2 separate regions of the Zea mays genome follow, and region 1 is linked to region 2. A link is a contact called in public Hi-C data. All regions are on one chromosome and are shown on one strand. The core of a region is the stretch at or near the end of the contact, and the rest is flanking DNA. Distances in the headings are between cores, read along the strand shown. Region 1 holds the start of LOC100191396 (putative RING/U-box superfamily protein). Region 2 holds the start of LOC100272517 (ATP-dependent Clp protease proteolytic subunit).

Evidence for each region. A called contact is a pair of places that touch in the nucleus more often than the background predicts.
Region 1: a Hi-C map of ear shows a contact between it and region 2, with 5 times the contacts expected there. The contact joins the promoter of LOC100191396 here to the promoter of LOC100272517 in region 2. A contact is called at or near these places in 12 of 25 Hi-C or Micro-C datasets (bundle sheath, ear, leaf and 4 more) and 1 of 3 datasets of contacts at active chromatin or transcription factors (leaf).

What each region holds. Positions count from the first base shown.
Region 1 is chr1:108,125,164-108,131,186 of Zm-B73-REFERENCE-NAM-5.0, forward strand. It overlaps LOC100191396 (putative RING/U-box superfamily protein), which reads left to right and starts at 1,883. Exons shown (of 1, transcript NM_001136830.1): 1 at 1,883-3,925. The coding sequence starts at 2,322. The coding sequence ends at 3,722. LOC100277516 (plastid transcriptionally active 18) reads right to left here and starts at 4,866. Exons shown (of 1, transcript NM_001151050.1): 1 at 4,085-4,866. The coding sequence starts at 4,794. The coding sequence ends at 4,315.
Region 2 is chr1:107,804,221-107,810,294 of Zm-B73-REFERENCE-NAM-5.0, forward strand. LOC100272517 (ATP-dependent Clp protease proteolytic subunit) reads right to left here and starts at 3,190. Exons shown (of 2, transcript NM_001146986.1): 1 at 2,694-3,190. The coding sequence starts at 3,079.

The DNA of each region.
Region 1 (6,023 bases), core at 633-3,132, 320 kb after region 2:
TGGACGCTTGTAACCCCCTACTGCAAGCGCACCCGACTTGGGCGCGGGACAAACACGAAGGCCGCGGGTTTCACCTCTCACGCCTGTCTCCCTCCGGCTTCTCTTCCCCCCTTCGCGCTCCGTCTCGCGCCGACACATCTGGGCTGGGGCACGCGGCGACAATTTACTCGTCGGTCCATGGACCCCCCGGGTTTGAAACGCCGACAGGACCGGAGGCATGTTCTTCGTCAGGTCTGGCCAAACTTTAGCTTGGTAGGGTTGACTCTTTGGGTTTAGGAGGGGGTCCCATGAGTTTTCTGAACTAGTGGTGTGGACTTCGCCCACTTGATCGGTGGAGATGGCTAGTTGTTTTTGTTTTGTGACGTGGCCCTCGCCCTACGGATCAGTGGTGGCCTTCGGGTTATGTGGTGGGGAATGCTTAGTGACAAGGGCAAGCTTGCCCTTGTTGGCAGCGAGGGCTACCTTGGTCTCGTCGTCGTTCGGTGGTGAGCTAGGACATGTGTTCTTTTCGTGAGGCAATATGGGAGTAGTCTTCATCGCATAAACGATGTGAGCCAAATGTTGGGCACTGACACGCGCTGGCGCACTATCAGGTGGACCCAAACACTTAGAGACAGTGGGAGAGAGCTCAGGTGCACGATAAGGCAAACAACATACAACAGTAACTTCTCGTTATGCGTGCCCATCTCGCTACATGATGGGGGTATTTATAGGGCCGTACAGGGTAGGTGGTCCAAAGTACGCCACTGCCCCTAGTTAACGGTCGTTTTTTACAACACGGACTATACAACGGGGTAATTACAGTCCCGCAGCCCCCTCTGGTTATGTGCACTTGCAAATGTACCCGCTAATTACATTGACAAATGGGCCCCACCCGTTGTCACTACGGGCCCGCGACTTGGACAAGCAAGTCTACCACGCTCGTAGCCTTCACCCGGAGGAGCCTTCACGTCTTTCGCCAGTTTTTGTTACGACTGCGCCTTGGCGAAGGCTTCTTGTTTCCAAACGTCTCGTTCCTCAAGATGGGTCGAGGACTCCCACGCCCGCTAGCCGATGACCGATGTCGTTGAAGTCTCTAATCACCTGCAGCGTTACAGTTAGTCAACGGTTAGTGTTGACTTCGCTTTGGTGACCGAGGGCCAGGTCAGCCTTTATCCCAACACATCCCTAGACACAAAACAACTTATATAGGTCGACATATTAAATGGACTTTTCTTTTATTGGGTCGTGCCTTTAATGAGACGTGTCACCTGGTGTGCTTTAACAGATTTAGTTACAGGGGCTATGTCTTAGACTAGCTCCAACAAGGAGCTAAAGGGTCCTGTACCCTAAATTTAGAGGATGAGGACGTCCTCTACTCCCTCTAGCAGCGTCCTCTAAACGGTCCTATAAATTTAGAGGACGCTGCTGGATCCTCTATATATAGAGTTTCTCTAAACGGTTCTCTATTTATTTGAATATTTTAAACAACCGGTTTAGTAAAACTAAAATATGTACAATACATTTGAGAGTACGATAAATACATATGTATAAAAATTAAAAATTAAAAAATGTTTTTAATATAGGTATTTACATATAGATGACGTAATTTAGAAGATGTTGTTGGAGAGGAAGTAGATATAGGAGATAGAATCTTTTAAAAAAAATTATAAATAATGGATATAGAGGATATATGTAGAGGACATTGCTGGAGACAGTATTATACCGTATATTAGGATTGATGGTCGGCCAATACCTAACTCATATATCGTGGCGTACCTGGCCTAGCTTGCCGCCAGCTTCGGGCCTTGTCGTGCTCGGACTTTTAGCGCGGCCCAGAAGTCACGCCTATAGAAACAGCCGGCCTCGAGCGGTCGCCTCCCTGCCTCGTCCGGTCCTCTCGGCTCTCGGTGTGGGAAGGGAACCAAACCGAGACGGAGGCGGAGTACGACGCCTGCCTTCCCTCTTCCGCCGAGCGCCCGCTGCGTCATTCTCGTCCCTCCTCTTCATCTTCATCGGCCAACCGATTGCCGCTGACCCCGGCCATCGGCGACTGTCCCCCGGTTCGTACCTTCTCCTCCTTGATCCCCTTTTCTTTTATTGCTCCTCGATTCCAAAAATCTAATTTAGTACCCCCAATCTCCGAACCCTAATCCCCCGCATCCCTCCTCCTCGATCACCACGTAAGCAGGCAGATGGATGGAGGATACGTATACGCGCAGATTACACCACAACATAATTTCCTTTTTAGGCTTAGATGTTTCGTGTTCACCTCAGCTCAGCTCTAACGAATCTTGTTTCTCTTCCCTAGGTTTTTCTTTAACGATTTCCGATTCGATTCCATGGCCGGCTGGACCGATTCCACCGGCAGCGGCGGCCGAGGATCAGGAGGAAGAGGCTTCACGACACCCCGCTATACTACTAATTCCACCAATGACATGATCCATGGAGGTACCAGCGGCGGAGGCGGAGGTAGCGGCAGGTGGAGAGGAGGCAGGTCAAGGGGGTGGCCGCCCCCGCAGCCTCACCATCGCTACCGCCGTGTGGATGCCGTTCATCGTGACTCCGCGCCTGTCTCTCTATCGGAGCTACAGGCGGCCTCCTCCACATCCAGCCGCCACCGGTACCTTACTCGTTCCATCTCAGCGGACAAGTCTTCCGCCTCGGGAACCGCGGGTTCAACAGATACCAGGGAGCCTGACGACAAGGCTAACCGCAGCGCTGCCAACTTTGAGTGCAACGTCTGCTTTGACATGGCCGCTGAACCTGTGGTCACCAGGTGCGGCCATCTCTTCTGCTGGGAGTGCCTCTATCAGTGGCTCCATGTCCATTCTCACCACCGTGAGTGCCCTGTCTGCAAGGGTCAGGTAGCTGATGATGCTATCATACCCATCTATGGGCGTGGTGGATCCGCAGCCTCTGTGGACAACGCTCCCCCAAGGCCCACTGGAGCCAGAGTAGAGAGCACAAGGCAGCAACAACAACAGCTGCCAATTTTCCATCCTCCCAATGTTTTTGAATTCATAGGCCTTGGCTTGGCCGCTGCAGCCAGAGGAGAGCACTCCACCGAGCAGCTGCTGCTGCCAACTTTCTCCCACCCCACGGTGTTTGATGATGACGACGGGCATGAATGGGACATGGATCTTGTGAACAACGGCATTGATCCTTTGGACCTCATAACTCCCGGCACCCAAGACTTGGACATGGATGATTATGATGGCACTATTGATTTCGATGATGATGATTATGAATATGACTACCATTTGGCGGGTGCTACGTTGTTTGCTTCTGCTGGGACTGAGGCCAGCAATCCCAGCTCTTCACAAGCACATGCTGGTATGATCAATATTAGGGACAACATTCTTGGCACTGCCACCAGCATCTATCATCAGCAAGAGTTTGGCTACTCTGGCGTGAGACCTCATAATAACAGGGGACGGCGCCGGCACCGTAATCGCGCAAGGGCATCAGCAAATCACTCAGGCGCTGATGAAATGGTGATCGAGGATACCAGTCATTTCTACCTTCAGAACGGTGGCAGTTCTAACATTAGTGCAGGCGCTGCTTTTCGGCCCAACGGTGGCTGGACTGGGAGAAGAGGAAGAAGCAACCTGAACTCGAATTCAGGTGGTGGAAGCAACCTGAACTCAAACTCAGGTGGTGGAAGCAACATGAACTCGAATTCAGGTGGTGGAAGAGGAGGGATTCAGGGTACCAGAAGACAGAGGACAAATTACAACTGATAGTGATGTTGGGACATGCTTCGAAATAGGAGCGATAACTGATGAGATAAACAAACTTAATCCTTTGTCTTCCATTTTTTTTCTTTGTTTCTCTCGTATTATTAATCCTTTTGTAGCCTGTGGCTATTGGCACCTTGTCAAACATCTTCTCTCCGTTTCCCCTGAATTGTTATGCCTGGTTAATGTTACTTATTTTTAGTACCATCATCCACAAAGTATCTGTTAAATATAGTATTCTGGTTAAGTTGCTGAACTCCGCGGGTGCAGGCAAAAAAATTGATGCTGGCGGCAGTGCTGAAACTGTCTAAGCAATTGTATCAAGAAGCATGAGTATTCAAATATTTGTAGTATGCTATAATGTTGGAATTAAGAAACAGTTTATTTCTCTTGCACGCGTATCATAGCCAATTTAGAAGTTTGGAGGAACTAATAAGTTATATAATAAAATTCGCAAACATTGGAATGATTGGTTTATTTCGGTGCCTGACTACGCCACACCAATACATTACAGAGGAACATTACAACGCATGCATTGCCGGTAGATGGATACTCTAGGGTCTAGGCAAAGCTGCTTGAAATGCAGATGTACTAACTAGTTGTCGTCTCCGTAGGCGAGAAACCGGTAGCGCTCCTCGTACGGGCCGTCGAAGTAGAGGTCGGCCTCGAACCAGCGCGGGTACCTGACCAGATCCCCGGCCACGAAGTGCATGTAGTCGTCGCCGTGGACAGCGCCGGCGGGGATGACCTTCACCTCCCCGGACACGATGTACACGAGCTGGTCGACCTGCCAGTCCCACGGCATCCGGCACCGGCCACCCGTGCGCCACGACGACCACGTCTCCATGACCCGCAGCGCCTCCATCCGTGCCCGCGCCACCTCGCCTCGCTCCACGCGCACCTTGTACACGTCCTCCATGGGACGCCCCAGCAGCGCGCCGCCACCGCCTGCTGCCGCCGCCGCTCGTATCCTTACACCTCTTCGGCTACTGATGCTAGGAAGACTAGGAGGCAGCCTGTGCGCCGCGGGGAGCACGAGATGGAACCCGCCGGTACTGGCGGCGGCGGGCCTCATCGCGGGTACCCTATCCGTCTCCTATCCTTTCCTCTTCGGCTTGGGCTTTGGGTTGGGTTTGGCCTCCGTCCCTGTCCTGTCTGTTTCCCGAGTAGAGAACAAGAAATACGTAGGCCACCGGCGGCCCTGCTTGTCAGTGAAGTATTTTCTCTTTTTTTATAGAATATTATAGTATTGAAGATACTGTAGTATTTTTTTCTTATACAGTGTTTGGTAGTTTTTTTAAAAAAACTCTGTTTTCAAAACTGTAGTTTTGACTAAAATGCAGTACTTTCACAATTTTGTAAATATAGCTTCTGACCAAAGATTTTAATGCTACGGTAAAAAATTGTGGGTATGTATTGGCATTTTAAAACTATTGTATTACAAAACTGTAGTTTTCAAATACTTTATTCCCAAACATGGCCTTATCCTCTATTCCTCATATCCATGCTCTGCTTAGAGATGGCAACGAGACATGGTGGAGCTGACGTGAGAACTAGCCCTCTATTCCCGACCCGAACCGATTCCCCGTTCCTGCCTCGATATACTTAGGGCTTAGGGGCAGAGCTATAGCTTAGCACCAGTGTTAGCTGACACCAAGGGATTTCAAAATTTCTAGTATAAAATATTGTTTAAACATTGTGTGCTTAATGATGCTGACACCAGCGAATGTGGAGGCTGGCTTCGCCCCTGCTTAGGGGCTACTTTCGAAACTCAAAATCTTTCTTTGATTAAAAATTGCCAAACATGAACTAATTTTCTACCTTCAATCCCCTTTAATCCACTCCAAACCGAACAATGTTTAGGACCTCGGTTAGGGGTACATTTAGGGGATTGGAGGGGATTAAATCCCTTGCTATTTAAAATTGAAAAGAAGATTTAATCCCCTTTGATCCTCATGCAATCGAACAAGGCCTTAACGGGGACAAACACATCCCTATCCCAACACATCTTTGTTCCCTATTTGGGGATTGAACACTGAAGCACAAAAATCTCTTTATGATACAAACACAATTAGGGCACCAAATGCGTGATAACAACTATCGATATATCAATCATTAAGAGACAACAAAGATAAAAAAACATCATCATATATATGGTTTACTTATATATAATCTATTTATCACCTTAGGTGATAAACCAACAGCTGATCAGCTGAGTCCAAATAGACCCAACCGGTTCAACCAACCAACCAACTCGAGTGCGGTCTGGCTCAACCAACAACATGTGGGTGGTTAATGTGTTAC
Region 2 (6,074 bases), core at 1,940-4,439:
GCACTGCACAAATGTGCCCTCAAAGATGGACATGAAATGTCAACAGAGCTCACCCCAAGACCAGATGGAGGCCTCGAGGAGATTCATGAGCTAAGACCAAGCACTACGGGTCAAGGCCACATGAAAGTAGTTTGGCACCACCTCTTCATCTCCCACGGTAGCGAGGATGGTGGTGGTGAGATTTGGAGGAACTCGGTGGGCTTGATGGTCCCATTGTACTTCTCAAGGAGGTGAGGGCAAAACTTCTGCGGACACATTATATAGAGCTGACGTGAGTGCCAAGCACCCGGCCCCGACGGGATGAATCGGTTGAGCAGCCTATCCAGCAGGTGGAGGCTGCTCTTGAGGACGTGGCATGAACCCAACCCTCTTGTCAGGACGGTGTTCGCATGAGCGCTGGTCGGCGACCCGCATTCCGCGCGCCATGCTGTAGTTGTGGAATTTGCACAAGAGGTGGAGCCATGTGTCGCAGCTCTGGAGCCTAGGGCACAACCCCCAGAACTGGGTCCTATGGAGCCACAAATGGTGCACGAGAGCGTGGATTGCGCGTCGTGCCCGGGCACAGACCTCTCAAAATGAGCTTGCATGGGTGAGATGACATGTGGTGGGCCTGGGCCACGACTACGAACCTTGCTACGTCTTGTCGTCATTGTTATGTAGCCGCTTCCTCGACGTCAAACACCGGCAGGTTGAATAGGCCTTAAGAGATAGAAGATGGAAAAATGATATGGATGAAGAGTATAATGGCCTGATGAGGAATAAAATGTGGCATCTAGTACCTGCAATGAGAAATAAATATATTGTTGATTGTAAGTGGGTATATAAAATTAAGAAAAAGTTTGATGGAACTATAGACAGGTATAAAGCCCGTCTCGTTGCAAAAGGGGTTAAACATATATATGGTATTGACTATGAAGACACTTTTAGCCCAGTGGTAAAACCAACTACTATTAGAATTGTTTTGTTTGTTGCTATCTCTAGGGGATGGTGTCTTCGGCAATTGGATGTGCAGAATGTGTTTCTTCATGGCGTTCTGGAGGAAGAAGTATACATGAGGCAACCTCCTGGGCATGAAAACAATCTTCTCAATATGTATGCAAGCTTGATAAGGCCTTGTATGGTCTAAAACAGGCTCCCAAGGCCTGGTATTCTAGATTGAGCACAAAATTAAAAGAACTAGGCTTCAGTCCTTCAAAGGCTGATACATTTATTTTCTTCTACAATAAGAATGGAACCATGATTTTTTTATTAGTATATGTTGATGAAATCATAGTAGCAAGCTCCTCATTAGAAGCTACACAAGTTCTACTCAATCTCAGATCAGATTTTGCGTTAAAGGACTTAGGAGAGTTAACTATGTCCTTGGGATAGAAGTAAAGAAAAGTGAGGCTGATATATTTATGTCACAAGAAAAGTATGCTCAAGATATCATAAAATGGGATGGTATGATGCAGTGCAAGGCACATAATACTCCTTTAGCGGTTTCTGAAAAAATGTCTATTGAATCTGGTATACCATTAGGTACAGAAGATGCTACTCATTTTAGAAGTAATGTGAGGGCGCTACATTATTTAAGTTTGACACTGTCAGACCTGTCTTTTCCAGTAAACAAAGTTTGTCAATTTCTTCATGCCCCTAGTACTGAACATTGGACAGCAGTAAAAAGGATACTCAGGTATGTCAGAGGTACTGCAGGTTATGGATTAAAATTACACAAGTCGCAGCCTATGCTCGTTAGTGTTTTCTCTGATGCGGACTGAGCAGGATCGGTTGATGATCGCTGGTCTACTAGTGGTTTCTGTATATTTTTGGGCGCTAACTTAGTTTCCTGGAGTGCCAGAAAACAGGATACAGTATCAAGGTCAAGCACCGAGACAGAATATAAGGCTACGGCAAATGCTAGTGCAGAGATTATTCGGATACGAACTCTACTCAAAGAGTTGCAGTTAAGCGCTCCAAAGACAGCAAGGTTGTTGACAATCTTGGTGCTACTTATTTGTCTGCAAATCCAGTGTTCCATGCTAGAACAAAACATATAGAAGTTAATTGTCACTTTGTGCGAGAAAGAGTTGCACATAAGTTGCTTGATGTTCAAATAGTATCGACCCATGATCAACTAGCACATGGTTTCACCAAAGCACTGTCGTCCACCTAGGGTTGACAATGGGCTCTAAATTTTACACTATAAAATGTAAGGATCGGATCGAATTAGGATTGTGCTCTATTTCTATTCATTTTGAACTAAAAATAATTTAGGGCCCTAACAAATTGTGAAAAAACATTTGGATCGCGGCCCATTACCACCCCTATGTCCACCATGCTTCAGGAATTTTGTCGCAATCTTAACTAGGGAAGTTATGATTGAGGAGGAGTGTTAAATGTAATCTCTTCGGTGTACTTATCCATGGTTGGTTCGGTTGAGATTACATTTAACAATTTAGTGCTGCAAATTGCAATGCTGCACCAAAAACAGTGATGACTGCAGACATCGTAAGAATATGTCGATCTTGACAGGGATATGGGTTTGTAATCAGTCCCCAACATACTAACAGAAGTTGTCAATCTATTGGGCCTCTATATACATGAAGCAGGCACACAAATTAAGAGTAGTCCATGGTGATGAATGAATGGATTAGAGATAATGAGGATTGAAACGGAAGTCTGTAATTAGGGAAAGAATACAAGACCTTTACCTAAGGGATCCCCCTGGTGAGTTGACGAAGAGGCGGATGTCAGAGTCCGGGTCGATGGCGTCAAGGAGGAGGAGCTGGCTGACGACGGCGTCCGCGAGGAAGTCCTCGATCTCGTTGCCGAGGAAGACTATGCGCTCCCGGAGGAGGAGGCCCATGACATCGCCGGCGCCGGCACCACCCCCCGCGGCATCCGACTCCGCGCGCCACAGAGGAGCTTGTGGTGCCAGTGAGGCGCAAGGCTTGAGGCTGACGAGTGCCCCTTGCTGCGGTCGCTGCGAGGGGGCCCAAGCGCAAGCGCGAGCGCATGGCCGCCTGACGCGCAGAGCAGCAGCCGCTGCCGCCGCCACGGAGAAGGACGCGATGGCACTTGCACTCCCGGTCGCCATATCAGACCGAGGTGGACTGCTCTGGTGGCGGCGGCAACTGCAGCGGCGGCGCTCCCCACTAGAACGAAGTGAACAGAGCAGAGAGGAGAAGAAATGGATAACACACAGCACACACTCTTTGTTTTCCCTTGCAGTTGACACCTGGACGGTGCGACTTAGGCTCTGCTTGGTTCCATAGGACTAATCTTTAGTCCCTACTTTTTAGTTCTTTTTAGTCTCTAATTCCTCAAACACAAGAACTAATAAAGGGTCTAAACTAGTTTAGTCTCTAGTCCCTCCAAGGGCTCCTAAACGGGACTAAACAGCAAAATTTCCTCTCCCGGCTCTCGAGCTGCATCGGCAAAAAAACCCTAGCCGCCACAGCCCGCGCGCGCTCCCTTCACGCCGCCACAACCCGTCACCACGCGTGCTGCCTTCACCGCGCGCTCCCCTCTTCACGGCGGAGAAGGCCGCGGAGGCGCGTGTCGTCGTTGTCCCCGTGGTGGAGGCGCGTGTCGTCGTCGTCCCGTCGGTGTCGTCGTCCCCGTGGTGGAAACCCTTCTTCGGCAATGATTTTGTTCTCCATTCATGGGATGATCCACGGGACATCGCGCTCCGTCATATCACCTTTTCGGCGCCGTCGGGTTCGTGGACATCGCGCTCGAGAGCTTCTCCCCATCCGGCCACCGCCAACTTGCTCCCCAGCCGCTTGCTCCCCATCTGACCACCAGCCGCTCGCTCCTTCTTCTCCGTCATCGGTCGCAAGATGGAGAACCACCACAACTTCAGGGACTTCTTATCCCAAGGTTGCTCTTCATCGACGTCCAAGAACCGCACTGGTCATGAAGCTCCCGAGGACGACGACTTCGACACCTTCTCGCAGTCGTCGTTTGCTCTGCCACCGCGCATCAACGTTCCAGCACCTCGCAGCCGCATTGAAGCTCTTGATCTGAACTCCTAGTCCCAGGGTACCGATTTTCCATATCTCTCATCCTACCAAGATGTTCTCCAGTCAGGTGATGGTGGATCCGACCTAGGTTTGCCTCCTCTTGGTCGTGGTAGATCAGCGCGCACACTATTTCAATCCACCAGATCCATTTCAGCTCCTATTTCTCATGCCCGAGGTGCAATTCGAGGTTACCGTGGAGTTAGGGGGAGAGGCACTAGTAGTCATGGTGGAGGTCGATCTGCTATTTATGCACCTATTGACCCTGTCCTCATTGAAGATTTTGGAGATGAACCAACCAATGAAATGGATTCTCGAGCTCCAGTGGTAAGAAAAATTTTCATGTCTTCATTACAATGTTTTACTGTGTTTGCTATAATGAATTGTATGTGCCTCAAGTGGTGATTAAACAAGATCTGTATGTACCATCATCTATTGTCCAGTGCATCAATGAATTCAGTTGGCCACTTATATTATTTTATTTTAAGCATCAATGAATTTAGTTTCTGTTTTTATTTGATGAATCAGATATCTTCTTAACTAAATCATGTTAATGTATACATTTCTAAATTCATCATCTGTTAGTTCATCACACATGAGTTAATCTATGCATTTGTAAATCTATGCATACCATTGCCATAATGATTGTTTTTAACTTTTGTTCATATTCCGTGGTTGTTACTGTGGGGGACAGATATCCCCCGGGTCCACTAGAAGGCTGGAAGGCCCGCGAAAGACTCTGGGCCCATTATTTCGCAAGGCCACCCCTTCGTGGGCCAGGGGAGGAATCACTGGCAGAATGGATCGGCGCAAGATTGGATCAACTCGAGCCCAGGCGGCTCAATGGATTTAAACGTTATCCACAGCATTGATCCGATTCTCCCGCGCAGCACCCTCAGACGTCGAAACTGAACGAGGATAAGTCGGCAGGATAATAGGGAGATAAGTTCAGTCGGTTCACTATTACTTAGGAGCACATAGTTATCATACCCGCATGTAACGCCCCATGGTCGAGTATATAAGGCCTAGAGGGCACCCCATCAAAGAATAGGTCACTCATTAGCCATCTACTCAATTCTCTAGCATCCCTCATACTAGAGAATCCCCCTGTAACCCACCACATAAAGATCCACACTAGGAAGTAGGGTATTACGCCTCTCTAAGCGGCCCGAACCTATAGAAAATTGTCTACTGTCTCTCATGCGCTCAGCACAAACCATCGAGCTACAATCGGTTACACCGTCCTACCCAAAAACACCGGCAGCTGGCGCGCCAGGTAGGGGGTGTGTCACTGATCCAAGTTAGCTCAATGGCCATCACTCTTCAGCACAAGATTGCTCTTCGCCCCGGATCTGTGTTCTGCTTCGGAACCATCTCGTTCGTGGCAGACGAAGAAGGGACTCTACATCGTATAGCGGATCCGCCGGAGAAAAAGCCTTCCTTGAAAATCCCCGAGAAAGCCGGAACGAAGAAGGAAATAGCGCAACCTCCAGCGCTCCGAGCGAAGACTGCCTCCTGCGAACCAAGAGCAGAGAGTTCATTCACCCGGAGAACCTCGTTGTCCACCTCATCCACGGAAAAATGGACACAGATTACAAGGAAAAAAAGAAACAAAGACCCGTCAAGCTGCCCTTCTGGTACCTCCGCCCTCAAAGGAGAACAGAAAGAAGCTTGTCGTCACGACAACTCCATTCTACCCCAACGTCCTCTTCATCGGGGGGAGAGTGGAATCGTCCCCCATCTCCGACGACGAACCAAATGTGTCTGGGGAAGAACCACCTCAGCGGGAAGCTCGCTGACGAAGGAACCGACGCCGTAACGTCCGGCGACATCATGAAGCCGGAGAACGAGATCCGGCGCAGCCTATATCGCGAGACGAGATCTCGGAGGTGGGAGAAACTCTAGATGAACGAGTCTTCAGGGAAAGGAGGAACTCCCACCAACGTGATCGTCGGTAAGCTCAAGAGCAAGCCGAGCAGGAAGCGAGACAGCATCGAGAGAACCCTCTCTTCGGATGAAACATGAACCCCGACTTCGCCCGAGCCATGAACACACCAAGCGAGGTCGGTG